Linked DNA regions of Mus musculus: region 2 is linked to region 1. A link is a contact called in public Hi-C data. All regions are on one chromosome and are shown on one strand. The core of a region is the stretch at or near the end of the contact, and the rest is flanking DNA. Distances in the headings are between cores, read along the strand shown. Region 1 overlaps Gm35782 (a long non-coding RNA gene). Region 2 overlaps Btrc (beta-transducin repeat containing protein).

Region 1 (5,450 bases), core at 355-2,854:
CTTTCTTTGTTTATTTTGGAAAGCCTTGGGGAGTCTGTAGGCGGTTCCCAGGTATCCTTTGGCTATCACAGTCATCAAAAACTAAATTGTTTTTTTCTCCTCCCCGCCCCCAGGTTGGGATTTGGGGCCCAGAAATGCCTTGCATTTTGTATTTAGAGAAAATTCTTTCCACTAAGTCTCAGGCTCTGTTGGCCAGTGTCTGCATTACCGGATGAGGCAGGAGGATGGCTTAAAGCAAGAAGTTGGAGGTTAGTCAGGGAAACAAAGGCAGATCTATTCAGTTTCAAAACAAACAAACAAACAAACAAAATAAGTAACTAAGTAGTTAAGTAAATAAGTTAAGTATGTAAGCAAGCCTCAACTCTGGTTTCTCTCCTTTGGATGTAAAACCTTGGACATCGCCCTACGTATGTGAACTGTCGCTGCCCAGACCCACAGAAGTATCAAGGAGAAACCGAGAAGGAAACTAAAGAGATCGTGCTAAGGAGTGTATGGGTGTGAGTGTGTGCGCCCACTGTTCCCCTCCATCTCGTCACACCTCTGGTGTCTCATCTCACTAGAACCTACTTATTCTACAAAGGAGGGTCAGGAAAGGATTTGGGGCAAGATCGATACTTCTCTGGACGCTGATGACCGCAGGCTTTCACCTTGCAGATAATGGGGTGAGCTGCGGTAAATTCACTCCGACAGAGCGGGCTCCCCTGGCCTTAATGAGATAATCAATACTTGTTCTCGGCTTAATTTCCATCTAATTGCTCTTTAACGACGCCGGATAATGGGCCGCCTCCTGTGAGGTGGGAGCTGGCTGGGAATCCGACCCGACTTGGACTCCCTCCTTCTCACCCCCCCGGGTGGGGTGCCCTAACGCAGGTGGAAAGGGAGCACACCGCCTGGCTCGCAACTAGAGCTCCTGGGCGGGCTTCCCCACCTGCCCGTGCGGCCAACCTTTAGTACACCAGGCCTTCGACAAGGATGCCAGAAAAGGATCGGTTTGGGCCTAGGAGCCACCCACCCGATGGGCAGCCTCTGGGCAAGTCCTTTGTTCCTTCTGCTTCCTGCTCTAAGGAAATTGTTGACTTCCTCGGGTCCTACTTAGGTGCTGTTGCTGTCTGAGGGAAGACTCCAGTCATCTATTTTTCCTGTGAGAAGGCTGAGTCCACCTACAGAAGAATAAGCTGGAGTAGAGGCCTGTATCATCAGGCCCAGCTAGAGATAAGAATGCTGTTCTCCACTCTGGTTAAATGGCTCAGCTGGTAAGAGCACTGACTGCTCTTCTGAAGGTCCTGAGTTCAAATCCCAGCAACCACATGATGACTCATCCCTAATGAGATCTAACACCCTCTTCTGGTGTGTCTGAAGACAGATACAGTGTACATAGATAAAATAATAAATACATCTTTTTTTTTTTAATGCTGTTTTCCCTACCAATCTTTATTTTGAAATTTTTGTAGTCTGAGGATGAGGATCCAAGGACTTGAGACAACTGTACCACTGAGTCACAGCCTGACCTCTCTTGGTTCCCATCCTGAAGCACCTTAGCCTCAGGGCTGAGAGACTGTGACCCACAAAGTTCCCTATCACCTTCCTTCATCTTTTATCTTTTGGGCCAGCGACTCTCCACCTCCCTAATGCTGGGACTCATTAAAACAGTTCCTCATGTGGTGGTGACCTCCCACTATAAAGTTATTCTGTTCCTACTTCATAACTCATTTTGCTGTTACGAATCCTAATGTAATATCTGCGTCTTCAGATGGTCTTTGGCGACCCCCGTGAAAGGGTTGTTCGACCCCCAAAGGGGTTGCTCTCCACAGGCTGAGCATGGCTGATCTGGGACCATTCAACCCTGCATCTCCACAGCAGGGCAGCTTGGAGTCTTTATAAACATCTACTCTGGGCTGCAGAGATGGCACAGAAGTTAAGAGTATTGCCGCTCTTCCAGAGGACCAGAGTTTGGTTCCTAGCCCTCACATCAGCAGGCCCATAACCGTCTATAACTCCAGCTCCAGAGAGCTCCAGAGAGTCCCAACATCTCTGGCTTCTGTGGATACCTGCATTCACATACACATACCCACACACAGATACACACCACACATAATAAACATTTATTTAAAATATACTGCGGTATAATCCAGAGTGGTGGTCCATGCCTTTGGTCCCAATACTTTGAAGGCAGATGCAGTTTGAGGCTAGCCTGGTCTACAGAGTAACCCCTAGGATAGCTGGGACCATACAGATGACAACACCAAACTGAAACAAATAAACTCTGAAAATGCACTGCAGTTTTGATTCCAACTGCAGGTTGACAAGTAATATCGGGATCGTGAGATGGTGAGAGTTAAGTCTTAGACTTGGGCAGCTCCAAGATCAAGTATGAGCTCCGTTGGTCACTAACCAGTGCTGACACTGGGCAGACTTATCCAAGGAGCTGGACCTCAGTTTTCATTTAAAAAAAAAAGCTAATTATTAAAGCTAATCTTACCTTGCAGGTGGTTTTTTTTTGTTTTGTTTTTTTGTTTGTTTGTTTTGTTTTTTACAAGTCTGAGACAAGGGGCTGAAGAGATGGCTCAGCGTTGAGAGCACCGACTGCTCTTCCAAAGGTCCTGAGTTCAAATCCTAGCAACCACATGATGGCTCACAGCCATCTGTACAGCTACAGTATACTCATATAAATAAATAAATATTTAAAAAAACCAAGTCTGAGACGAGCTAAAATATGTAATTTGTTAACCTCTGTGCTTGGCCCCTGGGACTATTTGCTAAGTGATAGCTTTTGTTACCATTGCAGTGTTACAGCAGAGGGAACCATCTAGCCCAAGGAACACAACAGTAAGGCTACAGGAGCAGGCAGGAATCCTAACTGAGGAAAGCAGACCAAGAAGAGACCACTGTAGGCTAGAGAAGGCCAGCTTTATCCAGAAGAGCATGCGGTATTCACGTGGACTTGTAGGCCAGGAAGTACACATGTGGATCAGACATCAGTCTCAGGTATTATTTCTCAAGAGCTATCCCTGTCTTTTTTCTGTTTGCCCACCCCACTCTAGATAGAATCTCTCCGTGGCACCTGGTGCTTGCCAGTTAGACTAAGTTGGATGGCAGAGAGCCCCAGGAGATCCATCGTGCCTGACCTTTTTCTTGAGTGCTGGGGATTTAATTCAGATCTTCTCGTTTTTTTGCAAAAAGCAATTTACCAACAGAGCTATCTTCCTGTACCCCTAGGACTCACTGTTGCTGTTGCTGCATAGGATCAATTCTCCAGTTTTGTTTGTTGTTTATCCTTAAAATAATCAGGCAGCATCAGAGACTTAGGCATTAGCTCTAATTTTTCTTTCTCCCTAGCTCCACAATAGCTGGAAATTCCCTTTAAGAGATTTGCAGGGGCTAAAGAGATGGCTCAGCAGTTAAGAACACTGGCTATTCTTCCAGAGGACCTGGGTTCAATTCCCAGCATGAACATGATGGCTCTCAATTGTCTGTAACCCCAACTTCAGGGGATCCAACACCCACATACACACATACACCCAGGCAAAACACCAATGCAAATGAGATAAAAGTAAATAAGTCATAAAAAGACATATTTTAAGAAAACACTGACCAATTCGGTGTCTGAAGGCTGAATTCACCCCAGTTTTTTTCCCAAAGAAACATTCCCGATAAGTGAGTTACTAGCAAAGCTGACTTTGGTAGCCTAGACCTTTTTTTTTTTCTTTGCATAGACTTGTTTTTAATTTTATTCACACACATGTATCTGAATGCCGTTGTCCATGGAGGCCAGAAGAGGGCATTCGATTCCCCAGGGTGGAGTCAGTGGCCTGACAGGAGGACTGGGAACCAGCTCTGGTTCTCTGACGGCCCCAAGTGTGGGACCACTGAACAACCTCTGAAGCCCTAAGGTAGCTCATGTTCTAAGTCAAAATAACTTCTAGGAGGCCATCCCAGGCTTTGGGGCCTCTGGCTCTACCCAGTGCAGAGGCGAGGCCTCATTGTCTGGGGCTTGCAGGAGCTTAGCGCTCTTAAGCACTCGATCTGGGGTCACAGCAGCCTCCTCTCTTGTCTGTCCATCTTGCCTTTAAAGTCTGTAGAGAGAAGTGTGACTGGTAACAATCAGGGGACACAGCAAGCAGTTTTGCTGAGTATTGTTTCGAGTGCCTCCTCCTGTTACCTTTCTTCCTATGTCTTGCCTTTGGAAAAAGGGACAGAAAAGGCACAAAGTCACACTGGGTTGTGTGAGGCTGAGAATAATCTTATGTAAGGTTTACAGACTTCTGAACGTGCTTGGTTGGTGTAACAGTTACAGTAAGATGCTCTGTGGCGATCAGGATTCTACAATCCATTGACGACATCATCAGTTCTCCTTAGCCCTTGAGAAAGCACCCGCCCCTTCCTGTTTGGAGTTCTGAGTACCGTTTGCAGGGGCGCTTTTTGTTTCAGCAAGCTGGGCAGTGCCGAGGAAGCTTGCATGCTAACTTATGCCCCAATTCTCCTCTCCTCAGAAGCCAACATTAGTCGTTCGTGTGTGTGTGTGTGTGTGTGTGCATGTATGTGTGTATATACATGCACACACCACACACACGTTTTTTGAATGAGGGACTTATGGACCCAGTATTCTTTTTGCTTCTTGTTGGCAACTGTCATCTGTCTGGTTTGAGTTTGTCACCCCATCATGGTCTTTTCCCACCATTTTCAGCCCCTTCAAGGCTTAAAGGACCCTGTGGGCCAGTCTTCGAGCCTCTGCTGAGATGGCTTGGCCTGACAGCATTTCCCTATATCCTCCCTAGATCCTAGGTCATGGTCAATCCTTTGTGGTCCTCTTCATGTACAGATGCCACTCTGTAAAAGCAACACATGTGTAGACAGACCTGTGCTCATTAGAGGGAGCAGCTCTTTATATTTGGCCAGCATGACAGCGTCCACCCATCTGGGGATTTTTGTCTTCTGGGACTCTTTGAGGAAGGCTACCTGACGGTTTATGGTCTTTTACCATAACTCCAGGGCTGAGTAGTCTGTGTGCTGACAGCCAAGGGAAAGGGGCCAGACTTCATTATATCCACAGAGAAAAGGCTAGAGGTAGGATGTGAGCCTGGAGATGGTTACAAATAGATTTTACAAACATGTGTGGAGAATAGGATTTCTTACTGCCCTGTGTGGTCTTGGTAGGGCTTTCAGGAAGATGGCCCCTTCCTTCCCTCTCGGGGACTTAGAGAATCTAATTTTCAGTGCTAGGGATAAATAAAGGGTACATTAAGGAATGAGTTGTCACTTCTGTGAGTTTGAGGCAGGCTTGTACTACATGACAGGTTCCAGGACTACATAGTGGGATCAAGAGAACAAGGGAGCTAGAACAGCAGATGGTCCATCGGGTTAAAGCACTTGCTGGGCAAACCTGACATGCTGAGTTCAGTCCCCACATCTGATGGCAGGAGAAAGGACACCACCACCTGCCCCGCCCCGCC
Region 2 (5,938 bases), core at 2,143-4,642, 380 kb after region 1:
CCACGGAGAAGAAAAGGAGATGCTGGGAAGCACTGGCATTTAGAAATGACTGCTCTCTTTACTGACCACTCCCCAGAATGTCCTTTGTACAGCAGGCAGTGAGAGGCAACTGGTTTTGAAACCAACTGTTTCTTCATTGTCTGCAGAAGCAAGGAATAGTCATTGATTTTTCACAGAGGGAATTTTGGCAGGACACACTGATGCCAAGAAATTGAATATTACAGATTTCAAAGCTTTCTGCTATAACATTAAAATTAGTGTTTTATATATGTGAGACTCTATAGTAAGCAAAGCAGTTTTTACATTTTAATTCCATAAAATGACAAAATACTGTGTGATACCTTATACTAGTTTTTACTGAAAAGATTATTGATTAAAACTACCCTAACTTAAATTTTGGTAAGAAAAAATAGCATTAAATTGAATGGCCAAAGAGCTAGACTGGGCCAAGTTTTTCAGCCTTAGAAACCAGACATTTATAAAATCCAGAGAAGGGAAGAGTTTGTAATTGTAAGGAATATGTGCTCGGTGGAAAAACTCACTGGAAAGCAATAATAGAATATTTTTCAATAATAAAGGAAGGAAGAGAATGATCAAATATGGCTAAGTTCCTAATAACATTATCAGAATTACCCATCTCTGTCTTCTTTCTGGCAGCTACTTATCTAGTTGGGCTTGTTGTTTTTATTTTTGTCCCAGAATGATGATGGTCAGAACTATAATATTCAGGAATGTTAAATTAATGTTTCCTCACTTATTTTTTAATCAACAAAGGATTATTAATATTTCCAAAGAAAATTATTTATTTTTACTAAGTGACAGGAAATAATTTTATAAAAATAATCTAGGTTTATGGTTGTACATCTAGAAAACAGAGACTGTGTTAAATAGTATTAGTGTAACTAAGTTGTAGAATGTCAGAAATGTAAACAACATGGTGTATAGTCGGAGAATGGACGATTAGAAAGCATGTGACTATTCTCCAGCATTACAACAACTGAAGACTACAGACATGCAAACAACATGCAAACATATCCTTTTAAGTTGTCTTCTTTTAAATAGGAAGGATTTCTACTGTTAAATTCTTCCGTTGGAGAAGACGACTTTTGAAATCTGTTAATTGTCAAAGCGCGTTGTATTAAACAAAGACACAAACAGGATTACTCATTCCTAGGAAAGTAAAATTACTTCATCGTTACAAAGAAATATACTTGAGTACTCTACTGATAGAACTCCAAGTTGGGGGTTGGTTTTATTTTCATTTTGTTTGATAACGTTAGCTTTAACATTCAAACAAGTCAGTTGTCGGTGTGTATAACCTTTGGCCTGTCCAGAAAAGAAATCTCCTTCACTTAAATTTTAATTCCTAGTCCAGTTCTCCCTCCATGTTAAGCTACTCAGAAACCTGACAATCCAGGAGGTGTTGTTATGTTAGCTGCTTTCCTTTTAAAAACATAATCCACCCCTTTCTATAATAGATGTTATCAAAAAATGAGAAAGCAAGGTTTACAGTAAAAACAAAGGTTAAAAAAGATCAAGGTCAAGTATATGAATATAGTTAGCATACTTAGCATTTTAAGAAAAAGCAGAGAGTATAAAGTGTGGTACGTACAAGCTGCCTCTTCTTCTTCTGCCTCTTCTTCTTTTTTTTTTTTTTTTTTTGAAACATGCCTCTGTTCTTTAAAACATACATTTAAAGAGCTATGCAGGACCAAATATTTACAAGAACCAGTGAGAAGGACAGTTTGTAATTGTAAGAAATATTTGATAAAATAGTTAATTTTACAGGGTAATAAGAATAGAACAACTTGTTAATAATAAAGGAAGTAAGAGAATGGTCAAATATAGTCAACTTTATAATTATAAATTCCAAACCCAGAACACAAAACAGTCTGTGTTGTTTGTTTTGTATTGTTCTGTTATTACTTATTTAGTTAGGGTGTTTTTATTTTTGTTCCAAATTGGTAATCACTTGGAGGAAATTAACAAGTTGATCAAATCTTAAATTTTTTTGAAGATACTGTTGAAGTGTAAGTAACATCTAAGCAAGGAAGATACCCAAGGTGAGGAAAAGAATTTAAAAGAACCCAGAGAACATACGAGGAACGAGCATGCCAGAGGTCTCAGTTCACTGGGGTCTGGGCGGATGGCCCAAAGGCTCTCTAGTTGCTGGCCTTATTTTGAGAAAGAAGAAAGATCTATACAATGTGCATAGATACCTTTGAGTTATAAACTAACCAGTTATTCATAGGCGAGGCAAAAGTTCACCTCTTACTCACATGCAGATAACTGTGATGATCTCTGTAGAAGATAGTATATAAAAATGACATCAAGGAAAACTGTGGCATACATGAAATTCTCCCCAGTACATATTCAGGAGGGATAGTATCGTGAAGAGGGCAAAAAGACTCTTCAATTGCTTTTAAACTTAAAAGTTTGTGCAGAAGTAAATCAAACTCCTTGCGGTTTGGTCCCATGGTAGATGTGCTTGGCCTTTTATTTCAGTCTTTCAATCCTACATTCGCTTGGCAAATGTATCTTAGTTTACTGTGCTCATTTAGCCTTATGGGTTGATTTTTGGTTTCCTTTTTTGAGGTGGGGAGGTTGTTTTGGGGTTTTGTTTTGTTTTGTTTTGTTTTGTTTGGGAGACAGGTAGTCCTGGCAGTCCTGGAACTCAGAGGTCTGCCTGCCTCTGTCTCCCAGAGTGCTGGCACTAAAGGTGTGTACCACCACCACCCAGCTGTTTTTGTTTTTTAAACCATGAAATATATGTATGAAAATATTTTTTAAAGGAATATTAGTTCTGGTCTGACACACAGGGGTCTATTTTGTTGTTCTATTTCAGTTTGAAATTTTAAGCCATGTTATTAGAGTTCGGTGACTGCATTGTCATGTTCAGGTGAATAAAATAATTTTAAAACTTCACAGCCTACAGATCTAAATGGGTAAGGAATAAAGTATGGTTTGATTTTTCAATTAAGTCTTTAGAGCCCAGAAACTTAGTTTTGTGTTTACATAGACTGTTATTCTGGTGTAGAACATGTTAAGTTAATTAAAAATTCTTATATATACTTAGAGTCATTGCTAAGTTGATGTTCAAATCTTTGATTAAGAAGACACAAAGCTAAATATGTTCAGACAGCTGTCATCTCTCCTCTTCAGAAAATAGAGATAACTGTTTTAGCTGTTTTGGGGAATGGTCCCTATATTGATTGCTGCAAATTTGTTTTTCTCTTATATCTATGCTTTAATGATAAAATACTATTGTCTTGATTATGATGCTTGTTGACTTGAAAGTGAACAAAAGCAACATTGGCGCCTCTTCTCTTGTCTCCCCCGGAACAGCTCCTCTCTGTCTTTATCAGAGCATCTCAGTGCTGAGCTGAGCTTGTTTATCTTAGAAGAGCAGGAGGCAGGCTTTTAGGGAGTAAGCTGCATGTTCCAGAATAACAGGCACCAATGCTGTTTGGCTTGAAGAACATTTGATCTCTTACATTAACAGCCCATGTCACTGTAATAGCGAGTACAGTCAGGCTGTTCAGTTTTCTATTATTTTAGCTTTGAAATAACCGTTAGTGCTGCTCCAAACTCCCTGTGTATAAAACTGTACACTGGCTGTCCCCCAGGACTCGTGAGTAAACAAGGTGATATGTGTGGCCAGAGGGAGGATATTTTGTTGGCTTTGTTTTAAATAATAACTGTCCCTATCTGAAGGTGTCCTTTCTGACCCCTGGTGTGCTTCATGATGTGGGTGCATTTACAGACTGAGCAGTATCCTGAGCAGAATTTTGTTTGTTACCAATATTTGTACTTACCGCCTATTAACTTGTAATGTTTATATTTTCTTCTCTTAATAGTGAGGAATTTGGGATTTCTGAAGCATAACCTCAAAGATTGTTTACACTTTGTCCAAATAAACAGTTTGCACAATAGTTGTTGCAAACAGGCAAGCAGGAGTTTAAGAACTATGTTTGTCAGACTCTAATACTATTTTGCTTTGTCTAAATAAATGTTCTGCTGATAATTTCTATGTTGAATAGTTTGGCATTTGGAGTCAGGTTGTGGTGTTGAAAGAATAGAAAACAGAATTTCTGAAATCAAATTGGGTTTCTTTTTGAGAAAATCTCTTCTTTTACTGACAGACTGTAGCCTGTTTTAATCATGGTGAAACTGGCCTGGATTATTTAATTCCTTCCTTCTTCTTTCCTTTATTTCCTAAATTTGTTTCCTCACTTTTATTTTTCTTGCATAATAAAATGCAACTAGGCCACCCCAGTATTTCTAATTTAATATACAAACACACACATATACACAGCTAGCACAAGAATAATTGGTCAAAAGGCAAGCATCTACCCAGGGAATTGTTCTAAATACTGAATGTGTCAGTGTGTTTTGACATGACGTATTTGTAATATCTGTGGATACAGAAAGCACTTTCTGTCTTAGCTGTAGGTATCAAAGCAGTAGTGTGTTTTTAAGAGTTTGTGCTGTGCAGATTCTGGCTTGTGAGGTAATGACAAGTGTTTGCCTGCATAGACAATATATTTTTCTCCCTGAGGTCCCCACACACCTAGTTTCCCTCAAGCTCATCATCTCTGTCAGGTTAATCAATAGGCACCGTATGGCAGAGGGTCAGTAATCAGTGTCATCGTGCCTTTAAATCGTGTTGAAAATTTGCTTAAAGCCTGGGCCAATTAACATCGAGATGATGAATGGATGGGAAGATGGGAAGAGCCTGCCGCTCAGGGGCTTTGTGAGGAGGAGATGCTCAGCTGTTGAGCAGCAGACACCAGCGAATAAAATCAGCCATTCATGTGAGCTCAGTCCACCCACTCTTAATGATAATGTCAATCTAGCAAAATATATACACATTGGAGTTGTCATGAGTTCATAAATCAAAGGAGTTTGTCAAAGGCATTCAGATTAACGAGGCAGCAGCAATAACAAGTCAAATTTGCATAGAGAATTGCTTGAATCTCAGTAAATTATGATCCTGTTTTTCATTTGATTATTTGCTAATGTCTCAAGAGGGAGAATGATTATATTAGCATGCAAAATCTCCTCCAGAAGTAGAAATCTGAGGTATGGAAGACCAACACACTATGACAATTAATCAGTTTCTGCATACTAGCATAAATGCACAAGGCCCAGAAATGAACTTCTTTTTTATTATTATTTCTCCTTGCTACTGATCCAAATGGTTCAGCTTGACAGAGACTTTATATTGCTTTAACAGTGTTCTGAATTGTGCCTGCAGGCAAGACATAGTTATGCAGCTATAACCAACCTATCCATCTGCCAACCAGATTGGAATTCTCCTATCCAAGGCTTCCATTAACCCCCACTGACAGCTCCAAACAGGATTAAGAATTTGGAAGCATAAAAAATAGTTGTTCTTTGCAAATACACACAATCCCTTTGCATTTTGAGAAAGGCTGCATCTGTAGTATTCTTATAATTAGCGTCAGACAATGTAGCAGGGGGATCAACCCACTTGGCAGGTTTTTTGACTTCTGTCCTAGGGAGGAAGGCAGTGCGGATGGCAGTTAGTACTCTTTGGTTTTTTCCCAGGGAGCACTTTCCATTCTATCTGGTTCCTACCACTATGTTTGGATCTGTGCACCGCTGAAAAATAGCCCCCCTTGAAAGCTTGGACTGGGGTTCCATAGAAGTTAAACACTGTGTGCAGACTTTGTTTGATGTTGCTGTGGTGTAATAGAGTGTGCCAAATGGTGAACTTGCCAGAGAAGCTATTGTCTGTGGAAGCATGCCAGAGAGGATTATTTTATGAGGATACTTCAGGTCTTCCCTAAAAACTGGTCCTTGGATACAACTGAACCTTCAATAAGCTTCTAAACTTACTTACTTCTCCCATTAATCCCAGGAAGATTCATTAATTTTTTTTTCAAATGCAGAGTGTGGTGGGCTTTTGTTTTGT

Evidence for each region. Hi-C and Micro-C count contacts between places; a contact is called where the count stands out from the background.
Region 2: a Hi-C map of the G1E-ER4 cell line shows a contact between it and region 1, with 3 times the contacts expected there. The contact joins two enhancer-like sites. A contact is called at or near these places in 3 of 39 promoter capture datasets (3T3-L1-derived adipocytes, cranial neural crest and hippocampal neurons) and 4 of 484 Hi-C or Micro-C datasets (the G1E-ER4 cell line and rod photoreceptor).

The regions. Positions count from the first base shown.
Region 1 is chr19:45,066,712-45,072,161 of GRCm38.p6, forward strand. The region is part of intron 1 of Gm35782 (a long non-coding RNA gene); the gene reads right to left. Among named protein-coding and RNA genes, the nearest start is that of Gm35782, 5.7 kb to the right of the region's middle. Within about 2 kb of position 1,605, at least 4 of the 459 cell types and tissues checked have an H3K27ac peak or open chromatin away from gene starts, as enhancers often do. A contact at or near this core is called in the G1E-ER4 cell line, where this site is marked.
Region 2 is chr19:45,442,044-45,447,981 of GRCm38.p6, forward strand. The region is part of intron 2 of Btrc (beta-transducin repeat containing protein); the gene reads left to right. Among named protein-coding and RNA genes, the nearest start is that of Btrc, 81 kb to the left of the region's middle. Within about 2 kb of position 3,393, at least 33 of the 459 cell types and tissues checked have an H3K27ac peak or open chromatin away from gene starts, as enhancers often do. A contact at or near this core is called in the G1E-ER4 cell line, where this site is marked.